Regions from separate parts of the Zea mays genome. Here region 1 is linked to region 2. A link is a contact called in public Hi-C data. All regions are on one chromosome and are shown on one strand. The core of a region is the stretch at or near the end of the contact, and the rest is flanking DNA. Distances in the headings are between cores, read along the strand shown. Region 1 holds the start of LOC103650637 (probable methyltransferase PMT26). Region 2 holds the start of LOC100192900.

What was found. A called contact is a pair of places that touch in the nucleus more often than the background predicts.
Region 1: a contact with region 2 is called in a Hi-C map of tassel, with 2.8 times the contacts expected there. The contact joins the promoter of LOC103650637 here to the promoter of LOC100192900 in region 2. A contact is called at or near these places in 3 of 25 Hi-C or Micro-C datasets (bundle sheath, ear and tassel).

What each region holds. Positions count from the first base shown.
Region 1 is chr3:141,295,503-141,300,939 of Zm-B73-REFERENCE-NAM-5.0, reverse strand. LOC103650637 (probable methyltransferase PMT26) reads right to left here and starts at 1,546. Exons shown (of 6, transcript XM_008676204.4): 1 at 1,165-1,546; 2 at 1-912. The coding sequence starts at 856.
Region 2 is chr3:140,934,924-140,940,542 of Zm-B73-REFERENCE-NAM-5.0, reverse strand. It overlaps LOC100192900, which reads right to left and starts at 3,345. Exons shown (of 6, transcript NM_001138087.1): 1 at 2,296-3,345; 2 at 2,017-2,208; 3 at 1,846-1,933; 4 at 241-311; 5 at 69-152. The coding sequence starts at 3,129.

The sequences.
Region 1 (5,437 bases), core at 297-2,796, 360 kb before region 2:
GGCCGCCGGTGCTCTTGTCGTCAGTGGACGCCTCCTCCTCCCTCTTGTCAGCCTGGCCGCCGGTTTCGTTGGTGTTCTTGTCGGTGTTGTTCTCGTCCTGATCCTGTCCGCTTGTGGTAGTGTTGCCATCGATCGCCGTCTGCTCGGCGCTCTGCTCGACTTTTTTGTCGGGGTCCTCCGGCTTCGCCACCTCGCCGCCCTCCGTCTTGCCGTTCTCGTCGGAGAAAGTCTGGTTCCTGGCCGGTGTGTCGCCCTCGGCAACGGTGCCGCTGTCTGGCTCTCCGGAGTCCTCTGCGTCCGTGCCTCTGGTAGTGCCGTTGGCTGTCGCATCCGTTCTCCCCGTGACGTCGCTCTGGTTGACGTCGTTGCCGACAGTAGTGACAGGTTCGGCCGTCTGCGTGGCGCCAGCGCCGTCGTCCTTGTTGTTGCCGGTGTCGCCATCAGCGCCTTCCTTCGTCTGCGAAGCGTCGCCACCATCTTTGTTGTCGGTGTCCCCATCAGCGTCCTCCTTCGTCTGCGAAGCGTCGCCACCGCTACGATCATCTTTCTTGCCTGCGTCCCCACTCACCTCCGTCGACTGCGTGCCGCTGCCAGTGTCCGCCACCTCGTCGCTCGCCTGCCGCGTGTCGCCGCCAACGTCGACGGACCCGTCCTGGTCCTTGGCCCCCGAGTTGTTCTCTGGCGTTACGGTGACGGCGATGTTGTTGGACGACGCCATCATCCACGCGGCGACGAGGCAGAGCGCCACGAAGACGACGACGGTTGCCGACGAGCAGAACGACGACGGCGGCGGCGGCGGCCTCCGGGCGCCCACGCCGTCCAGCCTCTGGTAGCGATCCCGTTCGAACAACGGCATCTCTGGAATCCCCTTCCCTTTTCAGCTAGCTCATGCACAGTCCGGGATCACACTGCCTGCAGATTCATGCAACAAGGATGCCGAGACGTCAGAAACCGTGATGTCCAGAGAAAACAGAGAAAGAGAGGAATCTGAACAAGCGATGAACACATGAACAGAGAGTCAGACACGCACGCCCGCACGCACGCAAGCAGTTTCAGAGCGATTCAAAAGTCGAAATCGAAATGCGGAAACCTGAGCACTGCAACGTCGTCAATGAAACCTGAAACAAAATTGGGTCGAGAAATGGCGCGGCTCCGGGAACCAACCGACGGCGAAACTCTGAGATGAAGAAGATGGCCTCTCGATCTAATTTGCAGCACGGAACAAACCGCTGCCCGGTTGTGGAACGGATCGTAGGTTCTTCAATTCAGAAGTGGAGAGGGTGGTGAGAACGCAGCGACCTCAAATCTAGCCTCTTTCTATTCTATTTCCCCCAGCGACACGCAACCGGCCATGCAGGAGCCGATCTCAAGCTTCTTTTATTGGTCATCGATCGAGCTTGGGTGGAGGGGATGCGATGCTAGGTAGCGGCAAGTGAGGAGAAATGGAGGCGACCACGAGCGTCTCTCCCCGGTTTCATGGCGCCATCTCGCCATGCGTGCAAACGCCGGGGCGCCGTGGAGAAATGCCTTTTTTTATTTGCACTGCAGAATATGGAATAGAATTTTGTTTTTTTTTAAAAAAAAATCGCTGCTCGCTGCAGGCCTAAATATAAATCCACCGAGACATGGATACATTCTTTAACGCAGCACTCCTTTTTTTTTCTTCTTTTGCCCCGAATTACATGCAACACAAATAGGCGTGCACTCTTAGCCCTACTAAATCACACACTCAAACCCTATCTTCATCTTCATGTGTACCATGTCACGATTTGGCCAAACTCGAGTTATTTTACTTTTTTTTAAAAAAAAGGTAGAATACCTGGGGACAATTCTGGCTCCAAATTAAGCAAGGGGTTATAGAACCGAAACTATTGTGATGTTTAGATTTATTTAAATGGAAATTATTTTTGCTTTATAGATAGTATATTCATTTCTTACGTGTCTCAACATAGCTATCTCTCAGTACAGAGAGAGATAAGTCCAAATGACTTAGAGCATCTCCAAGAGATTAATCAAATGACTCAGCAAGCTAAATTTTAGCTACTTAATAGCAAAATAACTCTCAAACAGACTAGTCATCCAACTTGCTAAGCTATCCGGCTCTTCAAATTAGCTCCCTCTCTAGCCAAATTTAGCTAGCCGCTGACTAGCCAAACTAAATAGAAAGTCTGTTGGAGTGAGATGCTACATATAGAATGTAATCTTTATGAAGAGGTAAATAGAGTGTCATATAGAGAGTCGAAAATAGAGTGTCTCTTAGAGATGCTCTTATAGCTTAGAATGAAAGGGATTAGTTTCTATTGAGCTACTATCTACCTCTTATAATTTACAAGATTTTGCTGGTCATCGATCCTTGAAAGTGGTCAGCATTGTATTTGGTTTGTACGCATTAGTCGTAAGCCAATTAACCCAGAACTTTAACCTGACAGGAAACAACAGCATTCCAGTTTTAGAACATATATACAACCGTGCCTTAAATAGGTGCTCTATTTTAAAATATAAGGCACAACATTCAAAATACAATTCTAACGGTGCATCATTTTATTAATTTTCGTCAAAAATAAATAGGGCAGGGTCTAGAGTGCCTCAAGTATAGGACACCCCTCGGGCTGCCCTATCTCCGCTTCCTATTAATTTTTCTAACGATCGCCACTGTGATCTTTGTTCATCAGGCCGGAGTCCTCAGAATGCTTCGACCGCTGCCACCCTCATATTCCTCTAGATCACCATCAGCTTCTCCTTGCACCGACTGACACCACCCACACCTTCCACACACTGCCACTATTAGACCTTGTTCGATTACGTCTGGATCGAAATGGATAGTGGAAGAGAGGGTTAAATCTCCTTCTATTTAATTTTGATTAAGGAAGAATTTAATCTCCTCGAACCAAACATGCTCTCAATGGGATCTCCATCGCCCTACTTTCCACCAGCGCCGCTGCCCCTCTTTCAGTCCCAGCTGCACAGATCCAGGGCCTTATTGGGGCGCCGGCGCGTATGGGCGCTCCTTGGCAGGGCAGACTTGGCTCTTTCTCGGTGGGAGGACAGGTTCTCCCGTTCCTAGTGCGGTGGAGGCAAACTAGCTAGGTGTCAAAAGCACGTCCAACACAGAAAGAAAACTGATTTCAATTACAGGGCTCAATAAAAGGTTTATTGTTGGAGGATAAAATGTTTTTAATGACCTAAACTCTTTAAATGAAACGGTGTTTTAAATTATAGGGCACAAGTATAGAGCACATTCTTGGAGATGCTACTATACATCAGCCACATCTAGAATTTTTAGAGTCCATTTCGTGAAGAGAGAGAGAGAGATCGAGAAGCTTTATAGTTGACGCGTGCAGGGGGAGCATTGGCAGAAATTCATAGTTGACGCGTGCAGGGGGAGCAGGTTGACCACCTTTTTTCGTGCGCGTGTGCACTTTTTTTTCCTCCTTCCTGCGCACCCCTCCTGTCAACTTTGCGTGCGTGGAGGTGACTGATTCACTGTGTGCGCTTTCTTCTAACACGGCGGATTCACCTGAGATGCAGAGCGTAAAACATGCAGCGATCACAGAAGACAGAACTAGTGGTAAAGTTGAGGGCATGTTTAGTAGGATTCTTGTTCAGTTTCACACAACTGTTTTTTAGCGTCTTTTAGAAATATTTGTTACTACCAACTTACCACCATAAGACCATGTTTGGGTCCTAAGAATTGAGTGGAATTAAAAATAAAAACGAACTGAACGAAACGGGAAAAAAACCAAAATATTACTATGTCCGCTCTGGCACACCATCTAGATATTCCAAAATCGGTTCCACCAAATACAGAGCAGAAATCCAAATATTACTATGTCCGCTCTGGCGTCGTAGTAGTATAGGGTATTTTGCCGCCGAAACGAACTGAATGAAACGGGAAAAAATATGCAAAAGAAAAAAAAAGACAGACGGAGATACCCACCACGCTGACCGCACCAGCGACTTCCCGCGTCGACGCTACCTCCTCTGCTCCAGCTCCCTATATATAGTCCTGCAAGTCTGGGCCGTGCCCATTGGGCCGGTACGAGCCCGGCACGGTTTTGTAAGCACGAAGCCCGACCCAGCACGGGAGTTAAATAGCCGGGCCAGCACGGCACGTGCATCGTGCTGGGCCGTGCTTTCCATTTCGGCCCGACGGCCCATACGACCCGACACGGGAGATTGGGCCGTGCCCGGGTCAGCACGGCACGGGAATAGCCCGAAGCGCGGACGCGCGGCGCGGTGACCCATTTCGCATTTAGGGTTACGCGCGACTCAGCTCAGCGGCGGCATTTACTTCCCTCCCGACCTCTCCAAGTCTCCAGAGACCTCTCGTTTCTCTCGCTCGCCTCCCTCTCCGTCCCTCGTCCGCGGTCCGCCGCCGCTCCACGCGACCTGGATCCCGCCTCTAGCTAGCCCGCCACCGTCTCTTCCAGGCTTCCAGCTGATGCGGCATGGCCGGATCTGTTCGGATCCGTTGCGCTTGCGCAGCTCCATGCACATCTCGAAACCCTAACCACGATTCCCAGGTAACGTTTCCCACTTTCCCAGGAATCGAAGCGCCGCCGTCCTCCCGCGGTCCCGCAGCGCCGAATTGCCGATGCCTGCTCAAATGCTCAAGCAGCTCAACGGACTCCGCGTCTTCGTCAAGCCCCAAGGTATGGAAAAGTGGTCTTGTTCGGCCCGTTCGCATTCGTGCCTATTCCCAAGAGTTAGCAGTAATTGCTTTACGAATGTTTGCTGTCGTGCTCTACAAATGTTTAGTTGTTGCTGCTCATACAGTCATACTGCTCGTACTAGTTCATACTGCTCATACTGCTCATACTGCTCATACTGCTCGTACTAGTTCATACTGCTCATACTGCTCATGCTGCTCATACTGCTCGTACATGTTTAGTAGTCCAGTACCCTAGTTTCAGTTTGTTTTCTGCTGCTCAGTGGTACTCGCTAGTCGCTACCCCGATCCAGTACCCCAGTTTTTTTTGCTACTGCTCAGTGGTACTCTCTACCCCGATCCAGTACCCCGATCCTGTGGTTCTATGTCTGGTTCTACACTTCTACAATGGGGAGGAAGAGGTTAGTTGTTAGAAAAGCTTCTGGTCCTAGTAGGATAGATGATTCCAGCAATCCTAGCGAACTATCAGATGGTACTGGAGGTGTTTCTAGTCCCTTACCTAGTTCTAGTCCCTTACCTGGTTCATGTCCCTTACCTGGTTCTAGTTCCTTACCTGGTTCATGTCCCTTACCTGGTCGTAGTAGGATAGATGGTTCCTTACCAGTACCATCAAATGGTACTGGAGGTGTTTCTAATGGTGATGGGGATATTGGTGGTGATGTGCCAGTGCCAGTAAAGGGTGCTAAACCAATTGTTTCAAGGGCAGAGTGCTGGAAGCATATGGATAAGCGAGAGATTGTTGAGAATGGTATAAAAAGTTATATTGCT
Region 2 (5,619 bases), core at 2,096-4,595:
AAAGAAAACCATCAAACAAAAAATAGTTGGCACGAAAGGACATGTTCCGCCAGGCACAAGAAACTTACCTGCATTTGATTCTTGATCCCAATTCTACCATCTTTTGTACCAACAATGGTGGGTTCTGATGCCCCGACGGCCATGATTGCTCCCTGTATTTAGTAACCCACATATTTCAGTAAGGTATACAGCACTGCATGAAAAATAGAAATGGAGAATAAAATAAACTGTGCATCTTACAGTTCCAGGTGGCAGTATTGCATCAAACCTATCAACTCCAAACATACCAAGATTCGAGAGAGTAAACGTGCCTGCAGAATGAACATGTGCAGTTCTTAGCATACACAAAAGAACATGGTCACCGTATTCTACATGTTTGATGTGGTTATTGGTTAACACCAAGAGGCTATCAATGGACATAAGGCTTAAATGATCCAAAAAACTTTAGTCAATTGGTTAAAGCCAATACAAATCATTTCACTGTTTCTATGGCCTACCCTCCATCTTCATATTTACTCCAGAAAGTTCTGCTCTGCTGTGAGGAGGCTCGCTCCAAGCCAGCAACATTAGATAAAAGAAAATAAACTAATAATTGACTTGATGATATCTTAGTTTTCTTAACCTTACAAGTGAGATGAGATGTCTCAGTGCATAACTTCCCTCCACAAAAGACACTTCTAATATGGACTATGGAGCATGTGCTGACAAGCTAACAAAATTGAGTCACATCCAAGATTATTGTTTGGCCAAACTCCTAGATTATATTATGAGAAGGCCACATCCAAGAAAAGCACTAAGTCACAGCTAGAAGAAACACTTCTGGCCTACGAGACTGATAACAAAATTGTGATTGGATTAGGAGAATGCAAATTGATTAGACTAGAGGCATGGAGAAAACTTAAACATTGGTAATAAATTATCTAAAATTAGACCATGATAATGGATATCACAATATATATATATATATATATATATATATATATATATATATATATGATACAGAAATTATCATTAATAAAGAGCACCATCCTTAATATTGAGTATTGACACCGATCACCATGTTCTATATGTTTACCTGGTACAAAATATTGTCAAAGTAAAACGCTTATGACAACATGATATGTACTTATTCAAGTAACCATAAGCAGTTTGTAGCAGTTAATCCCTTTCCTCTCCACATGAAGAGGATTGCACTCGTATTAAGTAATGAGCAGGAAGCATAGAGCTGTATTAGGCTGTGACATTCAATAGTCCAAGAGAGCTCCAAATCTCCAATTGGTGGCAAGGTGCAGCGGAGCAATGTAGGTGATGGTATCAGAAAGTTTAAGAATCAGGCGACCTACTGCAGATGGGGCGAAACCTTTTCTATAAATGACTCAACATAGCCACAAGCAACGGGTACAGTGGTAGTGACCCTCGACCCGGGAACGTCGTTCCCGACCCGGTACGCAGGGTCATTTTCTTTCCCACCATGTAAAAATCTCTCACATGTAGCATACCACGTTCCTCGACCCTATCGATCTAGGAACTTTGTGACTATGGACTCAAGTTATACAAAATGAAACTGTATTTGTACCCTGGTAATTGTACAGTTTGTCAGGTATCTGGTATCATATTTGATATGAGTCAGAAAGCATATACAACACAGAGGATTGCATCTTTTTTTGATCGTATAGCAGATTTAGCTAGGGTAAATTGTACCAAAAATATCTAGCAACCACCAGATTCTTTTATCCTGCTGCTAATAAGTGAATCTCTGTAAGTATACAATCTTATTCAAAACATTAGAAAAGATACACAACAATGTGCTGCGTATTCAGATTTGTGTATGAAGCAAAGAAATACCAGAGTTGTACTCATGGGGCTGCAACTGCTTTGCTCGCGCCTTATCAACTAACTCTTTCCATTTCCTTGACAATGAATAAATGTCAAGCTGCATAAACCAGCAAGTAACCATTTATTTAAAAAAAATCATCAAAAATATCAACACTCATTGTGCATGGTAAAGTGTTTGACCTTATCAGCATCTTGAAGAACTGGTGTAATCAACCCACCATCTATGGCCACTGCCACGGCAATGTTGATACTACTGCTGTAGGTGAAGCTCTTCCCATCCCTGCAGCTGGAGTTCACCACAGGATGCTGAACCAGCGCCATTGCTGTCGCCTTAGCCAACAGTGCTGTCATTGTAACCCCCTTCGACTTAATCTGTAAAACGAAAATGCGAGCTTACCCCTTTATCCAATCATCATATTCATAAAACAATGGTCCTAAACATTGTGCAAAGATGCTCACTTTTTTGTAGAGCTGATCAAGAGCATCAGTTGTGATGGTGTATCCGACCCTGAATGTCGGGATGGCAAGGCTCTCCACCATGTTCTTGCTGACAGCACCCTGCATTGTCGTGAATGGTACCGTCGACCCCAATGGCACATCCGGCCGTGGAGCAGTCACTGGTGCGGCCTTCTTGGGCGCAGCAAGCGCAGCCTCGACATCCTTGGCCACAATTCGCCCACAGGGGCCTGACCCCGTGACTGAGAAAAGATCAACGCCGAGGTCCTTGGCGAGCTTCTTGGCGTAGGGTGAAGCAACCACACGCTCGCCTTGTGTTGCTGGCAAAGGCGGCGTGGGAGCAGAGACTGACACCGGCCCTGGGGGAGGAGGTGGCGGCGGGGAAGGGGATGCTTCTTGAGCAGCAGTTTCTTGCGGAGGCGACGGTAAGGGGGACGTGGAGGAGAAGGAGGCAGCCTGTGACTGGGCCACTGGGATGTCCTCCTCTGACTCGGCAAGCAGCGCGATGGCGGAGCCGACGGGCGCTGAGTCGCCAGCGGGCACGAGGACGGCGGCGAGGAAGCCGTCGTAGAAGGTCTCGACGTCCATGTCGGCCTTGTCGGACTCGACGACGACGACGGGGTCGCCCTTGGCAAGGCGGTCGCCCTCAGCGGCGGTCCAGGAGACGATCTTGCCCTCGGTCATGGTGGAGCTGAGCGCTGGCATGAAGATTTCCCGGATCTTGGCCTCAATCCGGCATCGGCGGCGGGACGAGGATGGCACCGGCACGCCTGCACGGCGGCGGAGCGCGGACGCCGATGGGAGAAGCGTGGACTGGAGGTGGAGGAGACCGGCCATTGCAGGGTGGCGGGGGAGGGGAGGGAAATGGAGAGTGGGCGGGAGGATTTGAGAGGAGTCTGATGAGATCGTGGTGGGCTGGTGGCTACTCCTCGCTTGCTGATGCTGTTGTTGCAGCTGGCGGGCGCTGCCTTGGGAGTATCGGAGGCGCGGCGGATTAGCCGAGGACGACGAGGGGTAGGAAGGTTTGGGCTCGTCGCTCCTGCTGCTAACCCGGCTTTGGGGATTGCTCCAGCAAGCCCAAGGTTTGCGCCAATACTCTTTCCTTTTTCCCCCTTGGTGCCTACATTATTTTTCATTTTAAGCATTAATTTAAAATATCAATACATTATTGGGTTAGATATATATCTTATTAGACTAACTTCCAATATTCCCCCTATTCAACTATATGTATATACTTTCTATTATATTTTAATACACCCTCATGAAAGATACTCTTCTACTTACATTATGTCTCCCACCATTCTCCTTATTTATCTCCCCTACACCAACTAACACATATATTTAACCATTTGTTGAACCATATATGTGCCAATTAAGACATGCATACTATACACATACTTGTATACATACTTAGGTTACAATTTTCATGTTACAATTTAATTTATTTGGTATGTTGTAAACCAAGCGGTTATATTCAAATGGCAATACTCATTGTCCCTAAAACTGCGTACGGACACAATCATGGTGGATGATGCCCACCTTACATGTTAATATAGCTTGCTTGGAAAGATATATTGTAGCTTCTACAGGAAGAAACAACAACAACAACAACAACAACAACAACAACATGTAGTGGAAGACATTAATGTCCAGCCCGACTCATGGCTGGGGCCCACCATATGTGGCTTTGGGCCAGCTGGGCTCGTTTCGTGGGCTGGACCAACATCACCACAAGTCCCATAGAAGGGAGTAATTAGCAACTTCGACCATAGGGTCTGGGTCCCCACGTCAGGACCGGGACCTCCACATGGGCCCACCGGATCCACAGATAGGGGGTTCAGAGCAGTTCCATATCCCTAGAGTAAAAGCACTCTCTTGACTACAAGATCGGTTCCGGACCCCTAGGAGTGGTTCTGGACCCCACATGTGTCATTTGGACCTCAAGCCAAGTGAGGTCCTGTGCCGCCATGTGTCCGGACCATTACGGGTGGAGCCCGGACCCCCTTAAGCATGTTTCGGACCCTAGTCAGGGGAGGTCCGAGGGTGCCATGTCACCACACGTTCCCGGGTCTGCTCCTTACCCAGGCAGAGGTCCGGTGCCGACGCGTGGCCGAGGATGCATGACATAAGTCGCTAGCCTCTGACATGGGGCCCACCAGCATTAAGTGCGAACAGGATGCACGCTTGCCCGCGCCAATGGCAGGTGGCGGGCGCCCTGCATTAAATGCACGCGACGCGCCTAGTCTGCAATGCATGGACTACACTGTTATCCACGCCTTACCAAGGCAAGACCATTGACTCAATGCGCCACATGGGTGCCCCTCATTATGACTCCTACTGCTCCCTGTGTGTTACCAAGGTGGTGGTGGTGGAACAGGCGGAGGGGACAGGACGACACCGTCCATACACCTATATGCACGACAACGTACCAGACTACGCCTCAACCTGCGCCAAGGCCTACACATGTGTTCCGATTAGACAGAGCAAGAGAGTAGGATGTCAGGAGCCCACACGGTGACCAAGGGAAGATAAGCGTCCAGAAGATCTAGCACCACTCGCTCTACCCGACACCTCACACTTTGTATTATAGTAACTCCTGGGCCCACCTATCGGCGCCCAGCTCCCTTGTAACATGCTCCCTTGGACTATAAAAGGAAGGGCACCTGCGATACAAAAGGGGATCTGAGCTCGATTCAAACCCATGACACTCAAGCTCTCAAGCAATACAACTCACAGTGGATGTATGGTATTACGCTCTAGTGGCCCGAACCACTCTAAATCCTTGTGTCCTTGTCTTCATCCTTTCGGTCAGGCAAACCTCAAAGCCCCCTCCTCATCTGAGAATCAGGGTGGATGCATTCCACCACCTGGCTGGAGGATTTCCCTCTGACAATGACCAATAGTTTGATGCCTCTAAAGCAACAATTAGATTTGTGAGTAAAGCTATGAACTTAGGTGTGTATTCTATAGTGTCTGCTTGTGTGTGTGAAGCAACCGTTAGTGTGTCATCCAAATAGATAAACATTAGTTTCCTATGATCATGGTAGATAATCACGTCATAATCATGAATAACACAGACTTGGAGCACAAACAATCTAATTTATGAACACACTAAGTGCAAATGCACTTGAAGCCCAGATCTTAATCAACCAATAACTTAAATAAGTGTACACGACCTATAAACTAAGACATGAGTGTTTTAGAAAGCAAACATAGTCTGACCATGCGACCACATTCCAATTATTACAAAATTCAAAGAGTTTAGCAAATAGTTGTTGCAACTGATGAACAAATGAGAACATAATACATAATGCTACACTCACTTCG